Regions from separate parts of the Mus musculus genome. Here regions 2, 3 and 4 are each linked to region 1. A link is a contact called in public Hi-C, HiChIP or PLAC-seq and promoter capture Hi-C data. All regions are on one chromosome and are shown on one strand. Each heading gives the region's core, a stretch centred on a gene start, on an enhancer-like site or on the middle of the called end of the contact. The rest is flanking DNA. Distances are from core to core; before and after follow the strand shown. Region 1 holds the start of Irx2 (Iroquois homeobox 2). Region 2 holds the start of D730050B12Rik (RIKEN cDNA D730050B12 gene). Region 3 has its middle 16 kb from the start of D730050B12Rik. Region 4 has its middle 47 kb from the start of D730050B12Rik.

Region 1 (3,103 bases), core at 350-2,849:
CTGGAAAGTTCCTACCAAAAGTGATAAATTTGCTTGCCTGCCTGCCCGGGAAAAATTGTCTCCAGTCCATCACTACAATTGATCCCTGGTTCCCTGGGACCTGGACAAGACAAAAAGCAGCCTGGCTGACTACAGCATTCATTCGGTGTCACGGATCTGGCTGCTGCAGGAGCTGGAGCGCCACGATCCAGGCCTAAGCAGAAGCCAGGCGCTCACAGGCAGGAGAACTCTGCCGCCCTCTACTAGCTTCAGAGCCCACCGAGAATAAAATGGAAGCTCAGGCCCGCGCGCCAGGTTTCAGAGTCCTCGTGCTCTACCTAGCAAGCTTCAAGGAGACACCTGTTGGGCGGGCGCCCCCTCCCGGGCCAGCTCACACCTGACCCCTACGAATCCCAAGCGCCCCCCATTGACGCTCCTTTACATCCAGCGTACTAGTGCCCATCCTGGCCATCGACTCCCCTCACTTGGGGAAAGGGAGCAGGTATGGTCGAGAAAGTTTAGGGGCTGGGACCTAAGGGCTCAAGGGACCCGCGAGTCAACTCCTGGACCTCAGGTTACCTGAACCACCTCACGACTGCGACACTTCACAAGCTGGCCCATGTCCTTTCGGGAAGTGGCAGTGGATACTCTAGCAAAGTCAAGTCAGCTCTCCTGACAGGAACCTCTCCCCCAATTTCGAACAGGCATTCAACTTAACAAAAGAAAACAAAAACTCTTTTTGGACCAGAGTGGCGTTTGTTGAAGCGAGTCACTCACTGGCGTGTTCCAGACGTTAACGGACATGATGTTCCTAACACGGCCTGAAATCTTCTCTGTGGACTTGGACAGAAGCCTCACCACGGGGCCTCCCACAGCTTCAAACCGAAACGCTCAGATTCCGGGTAGATGCTTGGCAGCCCAGGCACCAGGAGCAGGAGACCGGACGGGAAGCCACACGGGCAGCCTCAGCCTGGAGTACAGGCGGACAGAGGACTGTAGAAGTGGGATGCCCAGGCAACTCTGCAGGTGTCTCCACACTGCCCTCCATCTCCCTGCGGTGTCTGCCCTGGACACCGCATGCGACCTGGGCTGCTATCTTCAGGGTGATGAGGGGTGCCCGATCCGTATGTTCTCCAGGTGGATCGGACCTGGCCCGACTGCAGGAGGCCTTTGCTGACCAGTGCTAGGCGAGCAAGAGCGCCGGCAGTGCCCGGATGGGGCCCCGGGAAGGAGAAAGGTGGCTGGGCCAAGGCGGGAGTCGGCGGCGGGGTGCGCGGACGTGGCTGAGAGGATGTGCCAGTGGGAGGGGGTGAGCGCTACGCCCAGTTTGGCCAGGCTGGGCTTCACCGCTGCAGGCTGCGGGCCGGGGCGGGAGTGGAGAGAGGCCGCTGCGCGACAAAAGCCTGCACGTCCCTCCCTCCAGCCTCTGGCTGCCACTCCTCCGCCTTCCCCTCCACTTCCCACCCCTCCGCTCTCTGCCCCTCCCCCGGCCTCAGCGGGGCCTCGGCGGCGGGCGGAGCAGGGGAGGGGCGGGCACCAGAATATGCAGATGAGAGTGTGACGGACAGCTCGGCGTTCCAATGTCCCTCGGAAACTCGAGCGCTCCTTCCTCAACTCCTCACTCCTGACTGCAGACTCCCCCAAATCCCGACCGCCGGCCTGGCGCGCGGCTGCGCCCACCGGCTCCGCGCTGCCGCTACCGCCGCCCCGCCGATCCTCCAGCCCCGCGCCCAGCCTAGCGCCCACCAGCCCAGCCTGCTCCGGCCCGCGGCCTCGGTGCGCCCCGGCCGGGCGTGGATGGAGGGCGCCGCGCGCGCTGCCCGCTGCTCCGTGTGACGCGGGCCCCGCGCCCCGCGCCCACCATGTCCTACCCGCAGGGCTACCTGTACCAAGCGCCCGGCTCGCTGGCGCTCTACTCGTGCCCCGCGTACGGCGCGTCCGCGCTGGCGGCGCCGCGCAGCGAGGAGCTGGCGCGTTCGGCGTCGGGCTCCGCGTTCAGCCCGTACCCCGGCTCGGCGGCCTTCACAGCGCAGGCGGCAACCGGCTTCGGCAGCCCGCTGCAGTACTCGGCGGACGCCGCCGCCGCCGCGGCTGCCGGCTTCCCGTCCTACGTGGTAACTGCTTTGGGGTGGGGGCTGGGGAGACCCGGACCAGGGAGTGAGTTGAGCTGAGCGCTGGGGACGCGTTGCGGGTGGCAGCTCCAAAGTCACCAGCACCCGTTGCCGCACTAAACAAGGGACGGGACTGACCTGCAGAGCTCGTAGGCTGATTTCCCTTGAGCTCGTGCGAAGTGCTACTCCACCCGTGCCTGGGCCAAGAGTAATCTCTAATCCGCGCGTGCCGATTGCTGGGGCTGCGAAATCTGTCCACTGCTCTCCGCGTGGTTCCAAGCTGAGGGCCCCGGCTGCCCAGGCCTCTAGGGCCAATGCCGCAAGCTTTGGGTTTCTTGGCCAGACTGGTGGCGGCGGGGTCACGGGGTGGGGGGGTGGGGATGCGGGTGGGGGGGGGGTGGGGTGGGGATAGGCTGAGCCTGTGGCTCTCGCCCTAGACCCAGGCCGAAGCTCTTTAGTGTTGGCCGTTTTCTGTCTCGCTGACCCGGCTTTCAGGGAAAAAAAAATAATGTGTTAACGGGTTTGGGACCCGCTAAGTGCTGCCAGAGTTCGTAGTAGGCCTATGGGTTCCAGCTCCGTAGATCCGGGATCTGTCTGAGCATCTCTGAGTTCTGAAAACAGGCCCCGCCAGAGCGGGTCTTGGCAGTTTTGGGGTGTGTGAAGACATTGTGTATGGGCGGAGGGGGTTTGCTCTAGGTGGAATTCCCTGGGTAGGAACCAGGCCTTGGGAAAAGGTTACAAACCTCTCCTAGTTAAACGTTAAAGGATGAATTAAAATGCTAATTACTACGTAGTTGAAGAATTGGAAACGCTGACTGGCTTCTGAGTTGCAAATTGGATTTACTCTGCTTTAGAGGGTGAATAGCGGAGTGGGGTTCCGAAGTATTTTTTAAGCTACATAAGGGAGGGAAGGGAAGGAGGGAGCAGAGCGGGAAGCCTATGATGAAATTTAGATATAAAGAAACTACTTGCTGTAGTGCGGGACTATCCAGATATGTTTGCAGACACTGTTC
Region 2 (3,103 bases), core at 183-2,682, 190 kb after region 1:
TGGAAGCCCACAAAGGGTCTCCCCTTGCCCTTTTGCTCTTTCCAAGGGGGGCAGTGGGCTGTGCCTAAGCCAGGCAACCTCCACAGCAGCCTGCCTTTTGTAGAGAAGGCTTCCCAGAAACCCCAGCTCCGGATTGAGTCTGCCCTACACCCTGCTCTGTGCTGAATGCCTGCTCTTCCCTCCCCTCCCCTCCCCTCCCCTCCCCACATCTGCACCAGTAGCAGCCTCCAGGTCCAGCCAGCTGCTTGTGCAAGGGGGCAGGGCTCCACCTTGTCCTCAAAGGGGCTGAGATAAAAGGATTTCTCCCATCCAGAGGCAGGGTGCTTTGTGAATGTATTGTTATTTTTTACTTTGCTCAGACTGTACCACAAGCTGGACCTTAAAACCAACAGAAGGCAAGCTGACTGTGGACCCTGAAGGAGCCAGTCCCTGGAGATTGTCCTTCCAAGGACTTTGCTCCAAGAGCAGTCTTCTGTGAATCTGTAGCTTTTGCCTGTGAGTCTGAGAGTCACAGGACACACCGACCCAGCTTTGCCTCCATGGACGCTGGGTCATACTCTGTGGACACATGTTCCCTGCCCTGTGAGACCTGGTGCACCCCAAACACACACACACAAAACCAAACAGAAAAATAGCCTTCCTAGACCCACCACACAGGCCACTGCTGGGACTTTGAGACAGTTATTAAGTCTCAGGAGCCAGAGGGAGGCACCAAATAGAAACAGTCACCCTCATCAGAAACACTGAAGAGGAAGGCTCAGGAGCGACTTTAAACAAGTTGTTTTCTCGGCTGCTCTTTGTGATAAGGGACTCCCTCACTCGCTGTCAGCTAGTGCCAGATGCTGTAGGAGAGCAAGGCCCTTGAAGGAGGCGCAGCCTCTGAATTATTGATCAATGATTAGCAAATGCAATCGAAATTGTAGACTTGATGTTGTGCAGCGATCCATAATTTATGAGTGGACAAAATAGGAGGTAGCGGACGTAGCAGTAGGTGATTTCAGCTCCCATATTGATTACTTAAAACCACAGGAGGTAAGTGTACTGTGACAAATGAACAAAAGCCGACAGCTCCCCGGCTGTCCATCAGCGCAGCCGCGAGCTGGGGAATACTGCGCCCGCGGAAGCAAATGCATTGCCATTGTGTCTCTTTGATCGGTGTGCTGTTCGACCAGACCAAAGGACATATTTGTTTATAATTTATGTATTCTCTCTATAAAAGATTGATAGTGGCCTATTAGATACTCTGGTATCTAAATATCCAGGTAGTTTGTACCTGCGACAGCTGGCGAGGTGTTGTGAAATAATCCAGGTTCGCAGCGGCCGAGAGATGTGGGCGCCTTTCAAGAAGTCCACGGACAGAGACAGGTGCAATGTGAAATGTGCTGAGTAGAGGTTACAAATGTCCGATTCTCACCGACAGTAGCTGGTAATCTGGGGCAGCGTCAGCAGGTGAAAGCCCTCGTTTTCTGGGAAAGGGCAGAAAGGGAGATTCGGAGAACAGTCTTTGATTCCTGAGCTTATAGAATGTGTAATCATAGTCGCAGTTCCAAGTGTGACAGGAGGCAGGGAGGTTACCTAAGGGCAGCAGTGTTCAGTGGGTGTGGAGGCGGACAAGGAACAGGGTCGGGAGTCTTTACAGCTGTCACACCGAGGTGGGCAACCCTGTGGCCAAGGAGAAGAAGCCAGGAAGCTATAGAGGAGCACAGATCCCACAACTGGCAATCACTGACGGGACCCCACAGCTACCTGCTAGTTGTTGATCCTGATAGCACTCAGTCAGGGGACGGAAGCAGCAAGGGGAAGAACAGGGTGTGACTTCCTTCTTGCCTAGGACCTTAGCTTCAGCGCAAGCACTGCTACGTAGTACTTAAGCTTGGCCACTCTCTGACACAGGCCTGTTCTCCTCTACCCTCCAGCCCAGGTTCGTAAGTGGGGGCCCTGAGGTTCACCTCTGTGCATTGGGACAGACCTGGTCTGGCCATGTGTGGAGATCCCTGAGACAGGACACAGAATCAGTGTGGAAGTCACTACTCATGCCTTAACATTGTCGGCTCGTTCAAATGTGACAGATGTCTCTAAGAACTCTTATTTAGGTTTAGACTTACTGTCTGTGTATTTGCTTGCCTGTTGTCTGTTTTGTTTAAATTTTAGAGATAGATTAAAAAACAACTCGGGGAACTGTACCACTTTCCCCACCCCTGAGTTAACAAAAAATAGAGTTGGAAATAGGGAGAAAGATGTTTTAACTCACTTTGCTGCTTAAGGTCTACAAACCCTTAAGAAATGCAATACTGCAAATGACCTTGGCCATCCTGCTGAAAACACTGCTCCTTAGAGCCATTGTGAACCTGTGACTGACTGATAGAAAAACATCCTTGAATTAAAAGGGAATTGCTCCCAGAGCCTCCCAGATCAGTTAGAGACTCCTGCCCTCTATTGTTGTGAAAATGTAAAACAAACAAACCGAAGGCTGTTCTCGCTGCAGCCTCCTGCTTCTGGAAGTAGTTTCTAACTAAAGGGAACTCTTTGGAGCCAGAGTTTACAGAAAGCAGCTGCATACTCCTGTCCTAATTATTGTAAGAGCCAGAAAACCTAGACACCTGCCTGGCACACCTGCCTCATGAACCTCTGAGCTTTCAAAGATGGAAATAGGCCACACACCACCACCCTCCCAGCACCCTGCAGTCTGCACCACAAACCAGGACCCACCTCACCACACACGTGGCCCACACATACACAGTGGCTTGGGACACATATACACACACCACGCACCACACCATGCCTGGGCTTCTCCCACTGTCAGCACTAAAGGCTGTGGCTTGGGAATCCCGAACCACAGTAAATACTGTGTTGGGCTTTGCTTGGTGTCTAAGGTTCCCTTCCTGCATGTCGAGGTGAGCCTCTGCCTCAGGACCTGTGTGTGCACCAAGCCTGTAAAATACGGAGAGCGAACTCATCAGTCACCTTTTTAGTTTCTGAAAATTCTCACCCAGGTTCCCGGCATCCGCAGCCAAACTTCTCTGAACAGCAAAAGCCAGCCCTGACTGCCTTCCAGGAGCTCAGTGACCAGACTCTGTCATAGCTCAGCGGGTGCCATCACTAG
Region 3 (3,103 bases), core at 181-2,680, 170 kb after region 1:
GTGTCTGGGTATCTCTGTCTGTCTCTGTCTGTCTGTCTATCTGTCTGTCTGTCTCTGTCTCTCTTTCTCTCTCTCTCTCTCTCTCTCTCTCTCCCTCCCTCTCTCTCTCTCTCTCTGTGTGTGTGTGTGTGTGTGTGTGTGTGTGTGTGTGTGTAGTTAGGAATATAGAGTAGTGAGTTGCCAGACATGGGTGCTGGCAACCTAACTTGGGCCCTCTGCAAGAAAGATATGAGCTCTTATTCATTGAATCCTGTCTCCAACCCTCAAACTGTCATTCAAATTGTCTGGCTTTATGATTTTGAAGCCAAGAGCAGAACAATTTAAGCAAAGTTTTGCTTTTTGTGGTGTTTGTTTGTTTGTTATTTATGTAGTCAAGATTATCAAATGCAAATCTATATTGCAAAGAAACTGACATTTTTCTTCTTTTCAATTTAAGGAAGCTACACCTTGGCATCAGTGTTAATTCTTCTCCCTAAATTCAGTGACGTATCTACACCAGAAAATTGTTTTTGCCTTAACTACAAATAAACACTGCTAATAATTTATCAAACACACTAGCTTTGTTTCAGGAAATCATGTTTGTTTGTGCTTAAGAGACTGGGATTTTTAGTTAAATACACGCAACAGTGGTGGTTAGAAACCCAAAAGTTTTGCTTTGCTTCAGTAGAACACATTCCTGTATAAAAACAAAAACAAAAACAAAAAAAACAAAAAACAAAAACAAAAAACATAAGAACAATTTTTAATCCCAAACTTCTAATGCGACAGTATTTAAGACACACTAATGCATTTTAGAGGTGTGGAATTGAACTGAGGCTTCCTTCGAGACACATTGCCATCCCTCTGAAGAGGTAATGCCTTGCAACTTCATGCTAAGGAACTGTGGCAGGCAGGAAAATATTAAGAATCTTTAATTACCACAATGAAGCTGTCTTTATTCCATAAAAGTTGGAAACTGCATGTTCGGTACAAGCACCTTGGCTCTGCAGCATTCTTTGTCATTGTATGGCACCTTAGTTTGAGCAGTGCAAAGTGTTCCTTTTGTGTGCTCAGAACGAAGGCTGCTGTGGTTCCATGATTCAACATGGACAGGTGCTGCCAGGAACACCTTAGGTTCATTACGAGTTTGATTTCAAATTAATGTTTGGTCACTGAACACTGAACATCCAGAAGCCTTCAGCCATTGCCAAGTTTTTCACATCCCACCCCAACATTCAGTTTTAAGGCCCCATATGGAATTATGACCTATGGTTTAAAAATCTTTGCCCTAAATCATTTAGTCGAGGCTGCCTATTTAGCCTGTCTTCTATGTCATGCTGTCCTAGGTTAAACTTCAAATAGGGAGTGAGCTCTGCACACAGAGACCCAGCTGGGCAGCAAGAGCCGGGTAGAGCAGCTGCCCCTTGCTGTTGATAGCTGTCTAGAGCCTTGTGGCCCATGTCTCAGGAAGGTGGCAATCAAGGCTAATCAGATTTGAGCAGAACAAACATCTCCCGTGGGCTTGCCCCTCTGCCAAGTCGCCAGTTACACGGAGAATAGTTCTATTGTTACAAATCTGACAAGTCACATTCTCCCGCCCACGGTCCTGTTTCCCAACTAAGATCTTAAGACAGTGCTTGTTCTCAGGGATGGTCACAGATGGCTGGGCACGATGACACCTTTAAAAAAAGAAAAAAGAAAAAGAAAAAAAAGAAAAAGAAAAAGAAAAAGAAAAGAGTCTCAGTTTCCTCAGAGGGTTTCTCTGCAATTCCAGTTCCCTAAAATATCAGTTATTAATGCTAGCTAAAAATTTCCCCAATTACACTTTTGATTTACTGTTTAAAATGGCCTTTGCTGTCTGGAGAAGCTTGTCAGCTATTTGTATCCTCTGGTTAGACTTGTGAGCTTGGCAAGAACAGATTCTGCTTATTTCCCTTCGAAGCTCACGGAGCCTAATGTTTTCAACTTTGCTTAGATTATTGTTTTGTCATTAGAATTTGTTTTGGCTCCCTCCCAGCTCTTCCATCAGTATATTATAATCTCACAATTAAAATGTCTAATTTATTTCCTCATGCTCCTTATGCTATTGAAATTGGCTAGCACTCTAGAAGGGATGCCAAAGCCTTAATAGGTACCTAGGTAACCAAACGTTCTCTGCCCCTTATTTGTTTATCCTTGCTGTCATTATACTAACCAAATAAAATATTTAACCTATAGTCAGATGGAAATTAATTTCCCTTTATTTATTTTAGAGGGAAATTACTTTCCCTTAAATAAAGATACTTTTATGATTTCTCATTAAGAAGGAAATACTGTCTTAAGATCTAACTTCAAGGTGATAATTTTAATAAAAAAGCACATCTTAAAAGATTTCTTGCAGTTGTAGCTAACAGCTTAAGGAAAAGGAGAATTGTTTATCTTTGGTGCCCTTTTAGCTTGGCCTGGCTATAAATTACTAACCTGATACAAATATTTGTATTAATATTTTTTTAAATGGAACTTGAATTTTAATTGTGTTTCTTTACCTCTCGAGCTCCCACTTTGCAAAGCTTGGTTGGTCTCCAATATAAACGTTTAGAATGAACTTAAAACTAGATGTGATTGTTCACCCAACAGCAGATGGGACTAACTCCTGCCAGGCACAGCCACACCTATGCTTGGGCTGAAGGTTCAGTGTTGGGTGTGATTAACAAGGCTCTCTTCATCAAAAATCCTGCATTAGGCTTCTGAGCTTCCCAGGCATCACTGATTTTGAGAACTGTAGGCTGGCTAGGAGAAGAGTCAATGCCATCAGAGATCCGAGACCAGCATTTATCTTCACCCATTTATTCTGCCAATGTTGACTGTGGTCCTGCTATGAACTGGGCTTTTCCAGTGCTGTAGAAAACTACAGCTGCCTCCCGTCTTCAAGAGAAGTTCAATCCTGTGTAGACAAAGAAGAGGACAAGCCAGGGTAGGGGCAGAGAGTTAACCCCACTAGCCAACAAGACCATATGTTATTAGTGTGTTTATTCAGTCTGCTTCTCAAAATAAACCTTAGTGGCTCCACAGAGTAACGCTTACTTTACCTCTCAGAATCCTTGAGGTAGTCTGGATCTGATGGACAGTTGGCACCTGGACCTCT
Region 4 (3,103 bases), core at 342-2,841, 140 kb after region 1:
TAGAGAGAGGTGGGAAGAGAGAGATAAGAAACAGGAAGAGGCACCATTGGATACATGGCAGAATCATGAGCAGTTTTCATGAGCAGCATATTGATAATTTAAGTAAATTAGCAACCATCTGATGCCAGAATTCCACATAAAATGACTCCCTAAGATGCATTTTCAGAAATCTGAAAATTTCCCAAACAATTACAGGGAGATCTGGTGACCAAAAAAAAAAAAAAAAAAAAAAAATCTTCCCATTAACCCTTAAGGCAAACCCAGGAAGCTGATCTTGCCTCTAATCGATTTATGTAAGCCAATTTTTAGTGAATTTCGTAACCCTAGCCATTTTACATACTGCGAGCCAACTGAGTGGGCCCGGAGGAAGCTCTCCTTGAGGTGGCTGGTCTGGGCACATCTGCATGAGGTGCAGCTCACTCCCTCATGGTAGAGACCCCAGGACAGAGGAAATGGATCAGGGGCTGCTCTTTGCAGGGGAACCTGAAAATCCTCAGAGCAGTGCCATAGAGAATACATGGGCCAAGGCTGTTAGAACCTTTTGTCTTCTGTTCTGTTTATGGTTCTTTTTCTGCTTACAGAGAGCACTAGAGGACAAGGTTGTGGAGAGAGGTGGCTCTTTTTACCCACAGTGATGGAAGACTTATGGTGGGTGTCTCTATGAACTGACATGCCAATCCCATAGACTGACAATGGAAATGATCCAAATACTTATTGTAATTAAGCCTAAGAATTATTCAAAGTAACAAACCTGTTTATGGTAAACACTGGAGACGTGTCCTGTGACATCACTCTCATTAAAGAAAGTGACTTACTCACATAACTGTAATTGCTTAGTAGCAGAAATCATATCTTCTGGTGCTCTTTATCCCTCCCTCTTTGCTCCCTTGTCCCAGCATGCACTGCACACATAAGCACCCTCTTGCACACATAGACACACATAGAGGAGTGCCCACAGGCTTCCTAAGGGAACTCAGTGTAGACGATCCATTTCTGAAGTCACTGTATGACCACAGGCCTAGTACGGCTGACTGGGCAAAATGTCAGATGACCTTGGCTGACCATGAAATCTTCCTGGGAAGTAGAAAATCAGACTCCAGCCCTACAAAAACCACAAACTGAAGATGCTCTCAAACAGAGCAGTGGGAACCAGAGACTTCACTCAGTTGAACAGAAAGCCTATCTAGTTTGTATCTTAAACACTGGTTACTCTTATCATAATTGTTTCCTATGGGTAACAAGGCAGAAACAATTAGTCTTATGCGGGCTGGTGGCACACCTGAGAATACATAATTGAGCCATTGCTTCAGACAATGTCCTTAAACATGGCTGACACACGACAGGACAAGTACAAACAGGAGCAAGCTGGCAGACAGGAAACTTGAAAGAACATTCTGGAAGGTGTTTTGCTGGAGGGGCTATTCCACCGCCTGAGCACTTCTGGGTCTTATCCCGGGAGGTTGACCTGGCCAACGGGTGTCACATGGTTTCCTCTGTGGTGTTTGCAAGGTGCCCAGGAGGGACAGTTAGCGTTTTTTGGTGCTATCAACTCAGAAGGCAATGTCGTTCCTTGTCTCTCAGGAGCGTGGGCAGACACTGCTGTTCCAGATTCAGAGCAAAGGGTGCCATCTGCTGAACCAAAGGCTTCATTTCCTGCAGCTGCAGCTGATCCCGGGCAGACTCCCAGCTGGGACCTCAAGGGGCTCTGTGGTTCCAGGGAAGCAATGGGACACAGAATGGAGGTAGCCAAGAATCAGCCATGGTGTCGGAATGATAAAGCGGGGTGGGGGATGGGGCTTTGGAAGCAGATGTCTTGTTTTTTGCTACTTTGGAAAACGGTGATTACACAAATCTGACAAGTAGAGTCCACCTCACTGAACCAGCTGTGGAGAGGAATGTCCACCCAGATGGTATGTGTGAGTGTGCATGTGTGTGTGCATATATGTGTGTGTACAGGTGTGCATGTGCTATGTATGTGTCTCTATGTTGGAGTGTTGTCTATGTGTCTCTGTGTGGAAGTGTTGTCTATGTGCTCTATGTGTGTTTGTTATCTGTGTGTCTGTCTGTGAGAAGAGCTGTCTGTGTGTCTATGTATGGATAAGAGGGTGCTGTCCATTTATCTGAGTGTGAACAGGTGCTGTCTATCTGTCTCTGTGTGTGTGCTGTCTATGTATCTGTTGGGGGTGTCTGTGGGGGATTGGTGCTGTGTGTGTTTCTGTGTATGTCTATGTGTATGCGTATGTGCTATCTATGTACCTGTGTGGGGGAATGGGTGTTATGTGCCTCTGTGTGTGGATGTGGTGGTGGGGGGAGTGAAGCTGTGTGTGTGTGTTTGTGTGTGTTTGCATGTGTTTGCATGTGTCTATGTGTTTATGTCTGTGTGTGTGCTGTCTGTGTTTGCGGGAGGGATTCTGTGTGTGTGTGTGTGTGTGTGTGTGTGTGTGTGTGTGTGTGCATGTGGCTGTGTGTTTATGGGGGCCTCTATCTGTGTCTTGTGGGGGGATGCAATGTATATGTCTGTGTGTGTAGTCCAGGGAACTCTTGCAGTAGCCTCCTTGTTTGTAGTTAGTCACAGGTGCTAGCACTGCCTCACTCAGCTGCCCCCGTCTCTGGTGGAGATGAACATGGTACTCTGCTAGTGAACTCTGATCATTCTCTCATTTTATTATATATTAAAGGGGTACCCAGTATTAGGCTGACTGGCTCAGTGGGTAAAAGCTTGCTGAAAAATCCTGACAGCCTGAGTTCAGTTGCATGGTAGAAGACAAGAAATGACTTCCACAGTTATCCTCTGACCACCATATTTGTGCTGGGGCATGCATGTGACACTCTCACAAATACACATGATAACAAAAAAAAAAAAAAAACAAAACATTTTAATGCCCCCCTCTGGGAAATAGGAAACAAGTTAGGATCACTTTGCTTCATCTTTGTGTATGTGAACAATTCCTGTACAGTTTGCTGAGATTTAAATGGGGATGTGACAGCGTGAAAGAATGTGGTCAGGGATCACAGAGGACTGCCAGCCTTGTGTGCTCTGGGAGCATGGAGGACTCCCAGCCTTATGCATGGAGAGGGGTGGAATTGCAGACCTCTCTGAGGC

The links. A called contact is a pair of places that touch in the nucleus more often than the background predicts. HiChIP or PLAC-seq counts read pairs in DNA pulled down with a chosen protein or histone mark. Capture Hi-C pulls out chosen DNA fragments and counts their contacts.
Region 2: a promoter capture Hi-C map of adipose tissue shows a contact between it and region 1. The contact joins the promoter of D730050B12Rik here to the promoter of Irx2 in region 1. A contact is called at or near these places in 3 of 39 promoter capture datasets (cranial neural crest, liver and stem cell-derived epiblast-like cells), 10 of 484 Hi-C or Micro-C datasets (cortical neurons, embryonic fibroblasts, embryonic stem cells and 3 more), 7 of 115 datasets of contacts at active chromatin or transcription factors (embryonic forebrain, embryonic hindbrain, embryonic midbrain and 1 more) and 2 of 9 other capture datasets (adipose tissue and embryonic stem cells).
Region 3: a contact with region 1 is called in an H3K4me3 HiChIP or PLAC-seq map of embryonic midbrain, with 2.6 times the contacts expected there. The contact joins the enhancer-like site here to the promoter of Irx2 in region 1. A contact is called at or near these places in 1 of 484 Hi-C or Micro-C datasets (nephron progenitors) and 3 of 115 datasets of contacts at active chromatin or transcription factors (embryonic hindbrain, embryonic midbrain and embryonic stem cells).
Region 4: a Hi-C map of epidermal suprabasal cells shows a contact between it and region 1, with 3 times the contacts expected there. The contact joins the enhancer-like site here to the promoter of Irx2 in region 1. A contact is called at or near these places in 1 of 39 promoter capture datasets (hippocampal neurons), 10 of 484 Hi-C or Micro-C datasets (the C2C12 cell line, cerebral cortex, cortical neurons and 5 more) and 3 of 9 other capture datasets (embryonic stem cells, liver and pancreatic islet).

Annotation. Positions count from the first base shown.
Region 1 is chr13:72,627,221-72,630,323 of GRCm38.p6, forward strand. It overlaps Irx2 (Iroquois homeobox 2), which reads left to right and starts at 1,600. Exons shown (of 5, transcript NM_010574.4): 1 at 1,600-2,093. The coding sequence starts at 1,842. Gm20554 (predicted gene, 20554) reads right to left here and starts at 1,344. Exons shown (of 1, transcript NR_030701.1): 1 at 1-1,344.
Region 2 is chr13:72,815,331-72,818,433 of GRCm38.p6, forward strand. It overlaps D730050B12Rik (RIKEN cDNA D730050B12 gene), which reads right to left and starts at 1,433. Exons shown (of 4, transcript NR_046196.1): 1 at 1,274-1,433.
Region 3 is chr13:72,798,746-72,801,848 of GRCm38.p6, forward strand. No RefSeq gene overlaps it. Among named protein-coding and RNA genes, the nearest start is that of D730050B12Rik, 16 kb to the right of the region's middle. Within about 2 kb of position 1,431, at least 7 of the 459 cell types and tissues checked have an H3K27ac peak or open chromatin away from gene starts, as enhancers often do.
Region 4 is chr13:72,767,745-72,770,847 of GRCm38.p6, forward strand. No RefSeq gene overlaps it. Among named protein-coding and RNA genes, the nearest start is that of D730050B12Rik, 47 kb to the right of the region's middle. Within about 2 kb of position 1,592, at least 9 of the 459 cell types and tissues checked have an H3K27ac peak or open chromatin away from gene starts, as enhancers often do. A contact at or near this core is called in epidermal suprabasal cells, where this site is marked.